Regions from separate parts of the Pogona vitticeps genome. Here region 1 is linked to region 2. Evidence: chromatin contacts called from public Hi-C data. All regions are on one chromosome and are shown on one strand. Each heading gives the region's core, a stretch centred on a gene start, on an enhancer-like site or on the middle of the called end of the contact. The rest is flanking DNA. Distances are from core to core; before and after follow the strand shown. Region 1 holds the start of UBE2C (ubiquitin conjugating enzyme E2 C). Region 2 holds the start of CD40 (CD40 molecule).

Region 1 (5,200 bases), core at 2,186-4,685, 340 kb before region 2:
GATGAGACCCCAAGTCCAGCAGCATTTGGAAATCTTCCTGCTCCCCAGTTCCCCACGCTACCCCCCCTCCCCCCGCATCAAAGGTTTTACTTTGCAAGGGGCCTCTGCGCCTCCACTGGCCATTGTGTCTGGTTGTGGGAGGTGACTGGTCAGCCCTCCCTTGCAGGGTCATCATTCATGCATGGCCTCAGGCTTGCTTTGAGCTGGACCATTTGTGGCTCCAGGCGCTCATTGTATGTAATGGCTAAAAGGGACCTCTCTGCTTTCTCCTGGGACTTGATTCCCCCCTTGGCCCTTGTTTTGGATTGTTACAGATCCTGAAAGGTCAGGATGTGTCACAGGAGGAACAAAGCCAAGCTCATCTGCATTCTTGTGTATTGCCAGTTACTATACATGTGTGCGAAAGGTGGGCAGTGAAGAAAGCCTACAGGGAAAAAATGGATTTGTTTGAAATAAAGGTGTGGGAGGAGAGTTTCGCTGATACTGTGAAGAGCCAAAAAAGGCAAATAAGTCCTGCATCAAAAGAAGAGATTGTTTCCAGAAGACCCGAGAAATCAAAGGGAAAATTAAGCCTAGCTTAGGAATGCTGAATGACCAACAAGGAGGCACACTATCTGGCCAGGAGAAAATAAAGAGAAGGTGGGAATAGTATACTGAAGATCTCTATACAGGAGAGAGAAAAAGATGGCAGACTCCTTTGAAGAGGAATCCTGTGACTAAGTAGCTCCAGATTTGGAAAGCGAAGGCTGCTCTGAAAGCACCAGGAAAAAAAAATAAATCGCCATGGGTAGGTGGATGGGATACCAATAGCACTGTTTCAAGCCACAGAAACCAAATGTTAAAATCCTAGCAAGAATATGTCAGTGAAGGGGTCCAGTAAATACATATAAAATATATCTTAGCCTAACCTTAGCCACTTTGCTTTCTGTGACTTGCTTTGCTATATGTATGTTTTCCCTAGGCAGGCAAGAATGCACAAGGGAGGAGGAGGAGGAGAGGGTGCCCATCAAAGTTTCTTCCGATTTACAATTAAGGTATTTCTAACTCCAGGAGGCAGTGGGAGACAGGAAGGCCTGGCATGCTCTGGTCCATGGGGTCACAAAGAGTCAGACACGACTGAACAGCTGAACAACAAAAAAATGAGAAGTCTGACCTTGGAGAACTCTGAGTGTCTTACACCGGCCAGGGAAAAATGAATGATATAGCCTGTTGCCCAGGCGCCTGCAGTCCCTCTTTTTCTCCTCCTTCTCCTTTGCCTCCTCCTTTTCATGTTGAACTTATAAAAATCTATACCTTGGTCTGTGGGGTGCTTTCTCCCTCTCATGCTTTTCCTGTGAGTAGAGTTTGCCTTATTTTGCTTACTTTCCACTGAAAATAAACAAATACATATGTATTGGATCTCTCTGTCTCTGGCTGATGAATTAATGTGTTAGAGACAGGCAAAAATCCAGGAATTAGTCCTGGATCCTTCATTGATTAATCTTGGTACCTTTTATCAGCAAATACAAAAAAACCAAACAATGGCCCACGGACTGGAAAAATTCCCTATCAGTTCCAGTCCCCCAGAAAAGAGATGCCAAGAAGTGAAGTATAACTCTAAGACCATTGCTGTAATTTCCCATCCAAACAAAGTAATGCTCAAGGTGTTGCAACAAAGGCTTTTACCAGAAATGCCTGATTTTCAAGATGGATTCTGAAAAGGAAGAGGCACGCTAGATCCTATTGCAAATACCCGCAGGCTGCTGGGAGGTACGAAAAAAATCCTGAAGACGATCAGTCAGTGCTTTATAGACTACAGCAAAGCTTTGGACTGTGCAGCTCACGAGACCCTATGGGTTCTCTCCTTCGATCGTGTGCCACCCTGAGACACACCTCCGTTTACAGTAGAAATCGGATTTACTGTATCCTTTTCTGTCTTAAATGTAACTTTCTAAGTAAAGTCAGGGTTTTTTTGGGGGGGGGGTTATTTTATTTTAACTGCTTCATATATTTTTATGGGTCTGCATTGGGACTGACTGCCCAGGTATCTATGCTGACCTAACTCTGCCCATAAACAACAAGTACAAACTGGATTCAGAAGAGACGCTTCAGGTCATGTTACAAATATCTGCTAGCTTCTGTTCAATCCATATGCAGAACATAAGTCCAGACTAAATTCAAAGGAAGGAGGAGTGGGAATGGGCGCAAGAAGCATCAGACATCAATGAATTAGCGAAACACCGAGCCACCCTCCTACAGACCCACGTTGGACAAACCTCCTCCTACCTCAAAGACTCAGGACATTTCCTAAGCAAGATCAGCACCCTAAAACTCAACCCCGGGGACAGACTGATCAGCTTTGACGTAGCATCCCTGTTCACCAAGGTGCCGATAAAGGACACCCTGACACTCATCCAGCAGACATCAAGGCCCTCTTCCGACATTGCCTAACGACCAGCTATTTCCAGTGGGATGATGAATTCTATGAACAGACAGATGGGAGTGGCCACGGGGAGCCCCCTCAGCCCGGTTATAGCAAATGTCTACATGGAGCATTTTGAAAAACAGGCCCTGGCTTCGGTGCCCTTCGCACCCACAGTCTGGTTCCAATACGTGGATGACACCTTCGCAATTTGGACACAACGGTGAAGGAAAACTGGAAGAATTTCTCAACCATCAATATACAATTCACCCTGGAAAAAGAAATAAGAGGGCCAGCTCCCTTTCTTGGATGTCATGGCGATACAGCCGGGGAGGTGGGACTCGTTCAGCCCCGGAAAAACTCTGATTTCTACCCCCCCCCCTTGAGGCGCCGCCACCGTGTCCTCCATGCCGTGACTGGCGAAACGTCAGGAAGAACCACCTCCAGAAGACGGAAAACCCGCAACCACCGAACATATCTCAGGCATTCCAGGCATTTCAGGCAGGCGGGCGACACCGTCTTGCTGGCAGAAAGCAGCCCAAGGCTTGAACGGTCTTGAGGGCAGGAAGCAGCAGGAGAAGAGGAAGGCGAGATATGAGACGGGCGGACTCCCTAAAGGAAACCCCAGGCTTGGCCTTGGCCGGAGCTCAGCTGGGCTGCGGACGGGCGGGGCCTTTTGGGGAGGCCATGGAGGCCCACCGGGAGGACCTCATAGATAGAGGGATTTAGGGGGTGTGCGTGGGGGAGGGGAGGTAGAGGTCATCCACCTTTGGCCTGTGGGGGGGGTCAACGTGAGGCCTCGGCGACCTTCTGGCCAGGAAGGGCGATGTGGCCACTACTAGGCAGATCGTCTCTCTCTTTTTTTTTTGTTTTTTGTTTTGAGGACTACAACTCCCAGGACCTTTAAGGGCACCACGCCCAGCGGCCTGGCTGACCGAGGCATTCTGGGAGTTGTGGTCCAACAGGCCCTCCGGGGCGCAGAGGCGGCGGTTTGTGTGACGCCAAGGCCCCTTTAAAGGGGCCCCGCCCACCCGCGCAGGGGCAGCCAATGGGTTCCCTCCGCGCCCGCGAGGGCCGCCGGGACCTAGGGAGCCCGCAGTGCCGGCGGGCCCCCATTGGGCGGATCGAACGCGAGCGCGGCGCTGATTGGCTGGCCGGGCGCGGCTTTGCAACATTCAAACCGGGCAGCCCGGCGAGCGGCGGGCAAGAGTCTGAGGCGACGGACGGGCCGGCCATGGCCTCCTCGCAGAACACCGACCCCGGCGCCAGCGCCGCCCGAGTCTCCAGGAAGGCGGCCGAGCCCGGCAGCAGCGGCGCCCGAGGCTCCGTCCGCAGCAGGTCGGTGGGTGGGAGGGAGGGAGGGAGAGCGGGGGCGGAGGGCGAGGGCGCCCCTGGGCGCGTGCAGAGCGCCCGCTAACCCTTGGCCCCGTCTGTGCTCCACAGGCTGCAGCAGGAGCTGGTGGCGCTGATGGTGAGTGGGGTGGCCGAGGGGGGGGCGCAGGAGGGGGGAGGGGGAGAGGGGGGGTTGCAGCCGCCGGGTCCCCCTCTCCCTCACGAGCCCTCCGCCGGCAGAGCCCCCGGGTGTGTGTTTGTGGGGGGGGGGGGAAACAGGCGGGACGGCTGTGCCTGGCCGGTGGGGGGGGGCTCCGAAGCAGCCAGAAAGACGGAGCAGGGAGGGAGGGGTCGGTCCCGCTGGGTTAAGGGCCGCCGTTCGCCCGCCCCCCCCCCCCGCCCGCCGTCTATCGCTCCGCCGCTGCTGCTCGTCCTCGGCAAGCCAGGCGGAGGCGCGTGCTCGCCCAGGGATCGGGGCCCGGCCGGGAGGCACCCTTCTTTGCCCGGACGGGGCGGGCTGCCGGCCGGCCTCCCTCCCTCCCTGTGGCCTCCCCTCCTGACCGCCTTCCCTCCCTCCCTCTTGCCCCCCAACCCCGCAGATGTCCGGCGACAAAGGCATCTCGGCCTTCCCGGAGTCCGACAACCTCTTCAAGTGGATCGGGACCATCATCGGAGCAGCCGGGACGGTGAGTCGGGCCGGGGGAAGGACGCTGCCTGGCCGGAGACCGGACCCGGGCGGGCAGCGGGGGGGGGGAGGGTGTTGCCTTCCGGGGAGTTTGCGGGGAGAGAAGGGAGGAGGGCGTCGGGGACCCGGGCTGCCCTGGGGGGGGGCTCCTTTTGACCCGCCCCGTCGTCGTCGTCGTTGTCCTGGAGTCACCGGGAACCGCAGGAGCCCTTTCTCAGTGGCGGGTCAGCTCCCCAAGGGGCCCCTTGCCCCCCCCAGAAGGTGGGAGTGCAAGCTTAACTGGCTTAGTTTATCTGTCCCCCCCCCCCCGCCCTGGAGGCAGTTTAAGCTGGTGTTGTAATAGGGTTACCATCCCATTAGAACCCCCTACCTAGCAATAGTCTTGCTGGCTGCTGATTTCATCGGAAATCTATGGAGGGGAACAGAATTAAATGCGTGTCAGAGCAGCCTTGTTTTTAAAAGTGGCCAGCAAGGGGACCAGGAGGCAGTATCTGGGAGGTAGCTGGTTCCAGAGTCAGGGTGAAACACACACACACACACCCCCCGAGAAAGCGCGGTTCCTAGTTTCCTCTCTCTCGGGGCCTCAGACGCCCAACCTGGCCCGAAGAGGGGGCAGTTTGCACTGGAAGAAGGCATTCTGCCAGACCCTGAGGTCCCTCCTGGAACCATCTCACTTGGAAGCTTGCCAGGAAGCACGCCGGCCGTCAGTGTCGGGAAACCAGAGTTGGGGTTAGACGCCGGCATTTGCTAACCCCACCCGACAGCCTGGCCACCCTCTTCCG
Region 2 (5,446 bases), core at 1,535-4,034:
GGCATCTAGATGCCTTTAAAAGGGGATTCCTGGAAGAAAAGTCCATTGCAGGTGACAAGCCACGATGGGGTTGTCCAGGCTTCAAAGGAAGGTACCTCCAAATGACAGATGCAGGGGAAGGGGAAGGGGTATCAGGAGATGGGTCTCTCGTGGCCTCGTGTGCTCCCAGAGGCATCTGAGATACAGGGAGCTGGACTAGATGGGCCCTTGGCCTATTTCCAGCAGGGCTCTTCTGATGTTCTTATATAATTTCAGAAAGAAAACAATCACAGACAATCACATCAAAATTTGCCTGAGTATCAATCAGTCTTTGCTACAACAATTTCAGACAACATTAGCTTGCCTGTTTTTACATTTCTGTTCCACATGCACAGAGCCACATGAAAAGTTTAAAATATATTGAATACAGTCTTACAGTTGTGAGAAAAATGACGCACAAATACTTAAAAATACATCTTTGCAACTTATGAAAAGATTCAGGTGTTAGAACTTAAGTGGTAAGCATAACTGAATATAAAATACAGGCACAAAAGTACAATAAAAGATCAAAACACATGTTTTAACTTTTTGTTGTTTATTTATTTATTATATTTATATCTTGCCCATCTAGTCATTCAACTACTGTACTCTGTTGTTGTTTAATTGTTAAGTCGTGTCCGACTCTTCGTGACCCCATGGACCAGAGCACGCCAGGCCCTCCTGTCTTTATGAGTTTTAACTTTAAAGTTTTGACTTTAAAGGCCTTTAAAAGCCTTATTTTAAAAGAAAAAAAATCAAAGTTGCTAACAGATATTAAAGAAAACTACTTCCTTAGCCTCTAAACATATTATTACACATACATATAAAATTGCTTAATCATATTCTTACCCAGCCAAGCCAATTAAAATGTATAGTGGGAAATCCTTCTGTGTCTTTTCTCTGAGCTGCCTAATTACGAGGACCAGCTGAGCTTAAATACTGAAATCAGATGCGGGGAGGGGGGTGGCGGCTGTGAAAAGCAGGAGCTGCAGCAGGCAGGAGGAAGGGACTGCCAGCCTTCCAAATGGGGGAGCCCAGTCTGGCTGAGGAAGGACAGCTGGAGGACGCAGGCGACGGGGGGGGGGGGTGTCCCAGAACCAGCCCCCTTTCTGAGGTAGCCCAAGCAGCCACGGACTAATCCTCATCAGCTGAGGCCATCCTTGTTTTGGAGTGCATGTGTGTGTGTGGGGGGGGAATGAGAAAGGCAGAGCGGGAGGTAGCCCCTCCTAGGTCCTGGGCTGAAGGAGCGCTGGCAAGCACGCCTGCCTCCTGCCAAGCAGCCGGGCCGGGCCGGGCCTTCCAGCCTCCTCCTGCCCTGTCTGGCCGAGGCTGCCTGACAAGGCTCACCTCCCCATGGGAAAAAGCATGCCTGCCTTCCACCCAGACCTTGGGCACAAGGGGACCCGCGGTGCCAGGCGGGATACCCCCCTCGCCTGCAATCCAGAGCGCAGGGAGAGAGCTGGCAGGGTCCTTTCGTCTTTCTTGAATCTCGGGCCGGCGGGCCGGTGCTCAGCTCCTCCGCCAGAGGGGTCCCCGGAGCGGACCCGGCGCGGGAGGAGAGGCGCCGGTCTCTGGGGCAGATGCCGCGGGGCCTGGGGGCTGCTTCCAGGAGAGGAGCTGTCTCTTGCCGGCGCCCCCCCCCCCGCCCCCTTATCCCTGGCTTCACCCCTGGGGCCGCACCTGCTTCCTTGGCTGCCCTGCGGGACCAGCCCTTATTTGGGGCCTCGCCAGAAACAGAGGCACGCCTCCCCCCCCCCGCGGCAGAGAAGCACCGCGGGCGGCGCCCCCCCGACCCCCCGACCCCCGCGCTTCAAACGGTCCACCGGCAGGCCTTCGGCCCCTTCACGTCCTAGGGGAGACTTGGCGCGATGGGGCCGTGAGGAAGCCGCCCTTCCCTGGGGCTCCCGAACACCCTGAGCGAGCGGCTCGCCATCCATCCGCGGGACTTGCTCCGGCTGCCCCAGGCGGGGGCCTCTCCGCTCACTGACGGAAGCACCCGGAGTCCCCCCCCCCACCGCTCGCTCTCTCCTCACAAGCCCGGGACTGAGCGCTGGCGCTCCTGGGGCCGGACAAAGCGGGCTCCGAGGCGAAAAGGCTCCCGCCGAAGGCCACCCGGGAGTCCCTAAGGGGCCAAGACACGCCGCCCCCTTCCCTCCGGCTCCCCCCCCCCGCCCACCGCCGCCCCGCGTTAATTCCACCGCCTGCTGAGACCGACGGCCGGGGCGACTGCTCTGGAAACCGCCCCTGCCCCGCGTCGACGGCCGCGAGTCCCGCGGAGGCCCCGCCGCCCCGCACGAGGGCCAGGCAGTGCCAAGGCCGGGGGGGGGGGAGTTCCTCCGAGGAGCCAGGCGCGGCTCTTCCCAGGAGCACCCGGAGCTCGGCCGGGAAAGGCCCTGTCCTGCCCTGGGAGAGACGAAGGCGCCGAGAAGGACCAGCCAGCGGGGCGCGTTCCGTCCAGGCGGCGCCTCCGCCCTCGGGGGAGCGGGCAGACCTCCCCAGCGGCCCCCCAAAGCCCAAGGAGGGGTTTTTGTGGCCGCCCAGAACCGAAACCCTCTGGAAAGGAGGGGAGACTCCCAGAGGCGCGGCAGAAGGGCGCTCTGCCCACGCTCAGAGGCATCCGCGCCGCTGCTTACCTGCTGCCGCGGCCGCCGCTCGCCCTGTCACGCGATCGCGGGCGGGCCGAAGCGCCCCGCCTAAGCCCGGCCTCCGGGGGGCTGGCTTGACCACGGGCCGCCCCCTCGGAGGGGCTTTGCACCGCTGGATTGGCTGCTCGCCCCACTAGGCGCGTCGCCCTCCTTCCCGCCTCCGCTCGCGGCCTATAAGGCGAGCCGCCGACGGCGCCCGGCCGTAGGGAAAGCGGCGATGGGGCGGCTGTTGGCCATCTGGCTGGCGGCGGCGTGGGGCAGCGGGGCCCTCCTCGCGGTGAGTTTTGCTTTCGATTCCCGGAGGCTTGGGGCGGGGGAGGGCGGCCCCCCTCGACTGACGGCCCCCCGGGGGTCAGCCTGGCCCGGCCGCCCCCCTCGCGGTCTCGGCCGGCGCTCAAAGGGGATCGCGGGGCAAGCGGCCCCTCCCGGAGAGCCGACTCGCCGCTGGAGGGCCTCGCCCGCTGCCTTCTCCCTCCCCCCCCCGCCGCTCGCCCCAGGCGCCGCCCGCCCCCGCGAAGGGCTCTGGTTCCTCTTTCGGGCCCAGGAATCCCCCACCTCTGCCCCGACGTCCGAGCTGCGAAGGGAGGTGCGGGCAAATCCGGGAGGGGGGCCGAGAAGAGGCGCGCTGAGCGCTCGGACGGAAGCCCCATCCAGGAGAGCCCCTGCCGGTCTCTTTCCCCGCCCCCCTTGCTCCTTCGGGGACTTCTTTAATCGCAGGCAAGGCTAGCCACCACCACCCCCCGCCCTTGCTTCAATGAGCTGCACCCCCCCCCTTGTCTGGCCCGGTTTGGGTTCCACTGGGGGTCTTTCCCAGTTTTCACAAACAGGTCTGAGACCTACAGGAGTTTTGACCCTCTGTCCAGTTCGGGCACTCCCAAACTACAATTGGGCTTACACAAGAGGGTGCCCCAGAGGTTGTCCCTCCCTCCCTCCCCCCTCCTCCCCCCCCGTACCCCTGCAGCTGCCTTGCCGACTTGGGGGGGGGTAAATGGGTGGAGAAGAGGACATGCTCCAGAGTTCAGCTGCCAAGGGAAGCTCCAGCCAAGCACCGGACAAGCCAACCACCCTCTTCATTTCCTCAGGTGACCTCCTGGCCTCCCCAAGGCCCCTCTGGAGCCTCTGTCAGGATTGCCCCACTCAGGCGCCTTCAACAAACAAACCAACCTCAGAAGTTCCTTTCCCCCATTTCTCGGAGCCACAGCAGTGCCAAGCATTGGGGGCTGATGGGCCCCTAAGGGGACCTTGGGCGAGTCTGTTGGTCTCTTGGCTTCGGGAGTTTCCTTGTGGTAGAAAGGAGATTCCGTGCTGGACATACAGCAGGCAGGATGGTCGGCGTCTGCAACGCCCCCAACAGGTCCCCAGCTGAGAGCTCCAATCCAGCGTGGGGGTGGGGGTGGGGGTGGGGGTGGGGTGGCCCCTCCCCATCGCACCTTCACCTGCAGCGAGCTCTCTGGCCTCCCAGTCTCCCTAGACCAGCCTTTGCCACCCAGCCTGCAAAGGGCTCCGCTGGGGTCTCTGCAGGTGAGCTGATGGGGGAGGTGGGCTTGAGTCAGAGGCAAGAGGGGAGAGAGAGGGAAAGAGAGGGACCACTGGCAAGAATTCAGGGTTGCTTTGTAGTATCAGCCGCCCAGTGCAGAAGAGCCGATAGATCACCACCGTGTTGCTCTACAGTTTCCGTTGTTCCTGAGCACGTGGTCTGCCTCTGCTGCAGAATTAGGGCTGGGGTCTTTCTGCCACCAGCTGGATGTGTGCTGAGAGTCTTCAGGCTCTTTGGGACCATTCAGAGGAGAGCCTTGCCGGAATTCTGGGGCCGGTGGGAACGGCTGTGCTTCCACTTCAGGCAGAAGGACAGCCCCGAAGAAAACGAGATGGTGCCAGATAAGCGCCTGCTTATCATCTCACCCAAAACCCCAGGAAGGAAGTTGGGGGCCCCAGACGCAGCTCTACCGTGGCTTTGCGGTTTGTATGGCGGAGGGAGGCTGTGGTGATCTGGCTGTGCTAAACTTCTCCCCACCCCTCCCTCAAACACTCTCTCTCTTCCCCCCCCCCCCAGTGCCTGGCTCTGGAGCAGGGGCCGAACTGCAACGCCACGCAGTACCTGCAGCAAATGCCCAGTGGGGACTGGTGTTGTAGCAGATGCCCGCCAGGTAGGAACCCAGCCTGGCACTCCGGGATCCATCTGGTCCCTGCCCTGTTTGTGTGAGAGCAGAACACCTCTCTGTGGGCGTGACTCCTGAGCGGCCCACAGGGGAGGAAGAAAGTCCCTTCCAGGCTTGCTCAGGTCGCCCGGGTCCCGTGGGCTGCCCTGCTGGCTGCTGGAAGCTCCTCTCTGATGCTGCGCCACCTTGACCAAAGACAGTGACCCAAAAAGAGCTCCAGAAGAGCCCGCTGGGGCAAGAGTCCCCCCCCTCCCACCCCTCTGACCTCTTGGGGATCATCACCTCCTTGGACGGGGGCAGGGGGGGACTGTGGAAGGGCCAGCCGGTCCCAGCAGGTCTCTCCCTCCTGCCTGTCCCAAAGTGGGCCCTTGGCCAGAGGCACCTTGTGGGGGACCAGCCCCTTCAGGGCACTCCCCCGCCCGCAGGGCAGCCTCACTGGTTTCCATGCGGTCTTCCAGGCCAGAAGGTCAAAACGCCCTGCGACGGGGAGTCCGACACCGTTTGTCAGCCATGCGAGACTGAGCACTTCCAGGCCGGCTGGACCAAGGAGAAGCACTGCACGCCACACACCTACTGTGACCCGAGTAAGCCAGGGGACTACCTGGTCTGCTTGTGACGGGCGGG

The links. Hi-C and Micro-C count contacts between places; a contact is called where the count stands out from the background.
Region 1: a Hi-C map of blood shows a contact between it and region 2, with 5 times the contacts expected there. The contact joins the promoter of UBE2C here to the promoter of CD40 in region 2. A contact is called at or near these places in 2 of 2 Hi-C or Micro-C datasets (blood and muscle).

Annotation. Positions count from the first base shown.
Region 1 is chr4:913,829-919,028 of PviZW2.1, reverse strand. It overlaps UBE2C (ubiquitin conjugating enzyme E2 C), which reads left to right and starts at 3,435. Exons shown (of 6, transcript XM_072996568.2): 1 at 3,435-3,739; 2 at 3,845-3,872; 3 at 4,333-4,419. The coding sequence starts at 3,450.
Region 2 is chr4:577,247-582,692 of PviZW2.1, reverse strand. CD40 (CD40 molecule) reads left to right here and starts at 2,784. Exons shown (of 9, transcript XM_020807036.3): 1 at 2,784-2,940; 2 at 4,717-4,810; 3 at 5,281-5,406. The coding sequence starts at 2,881.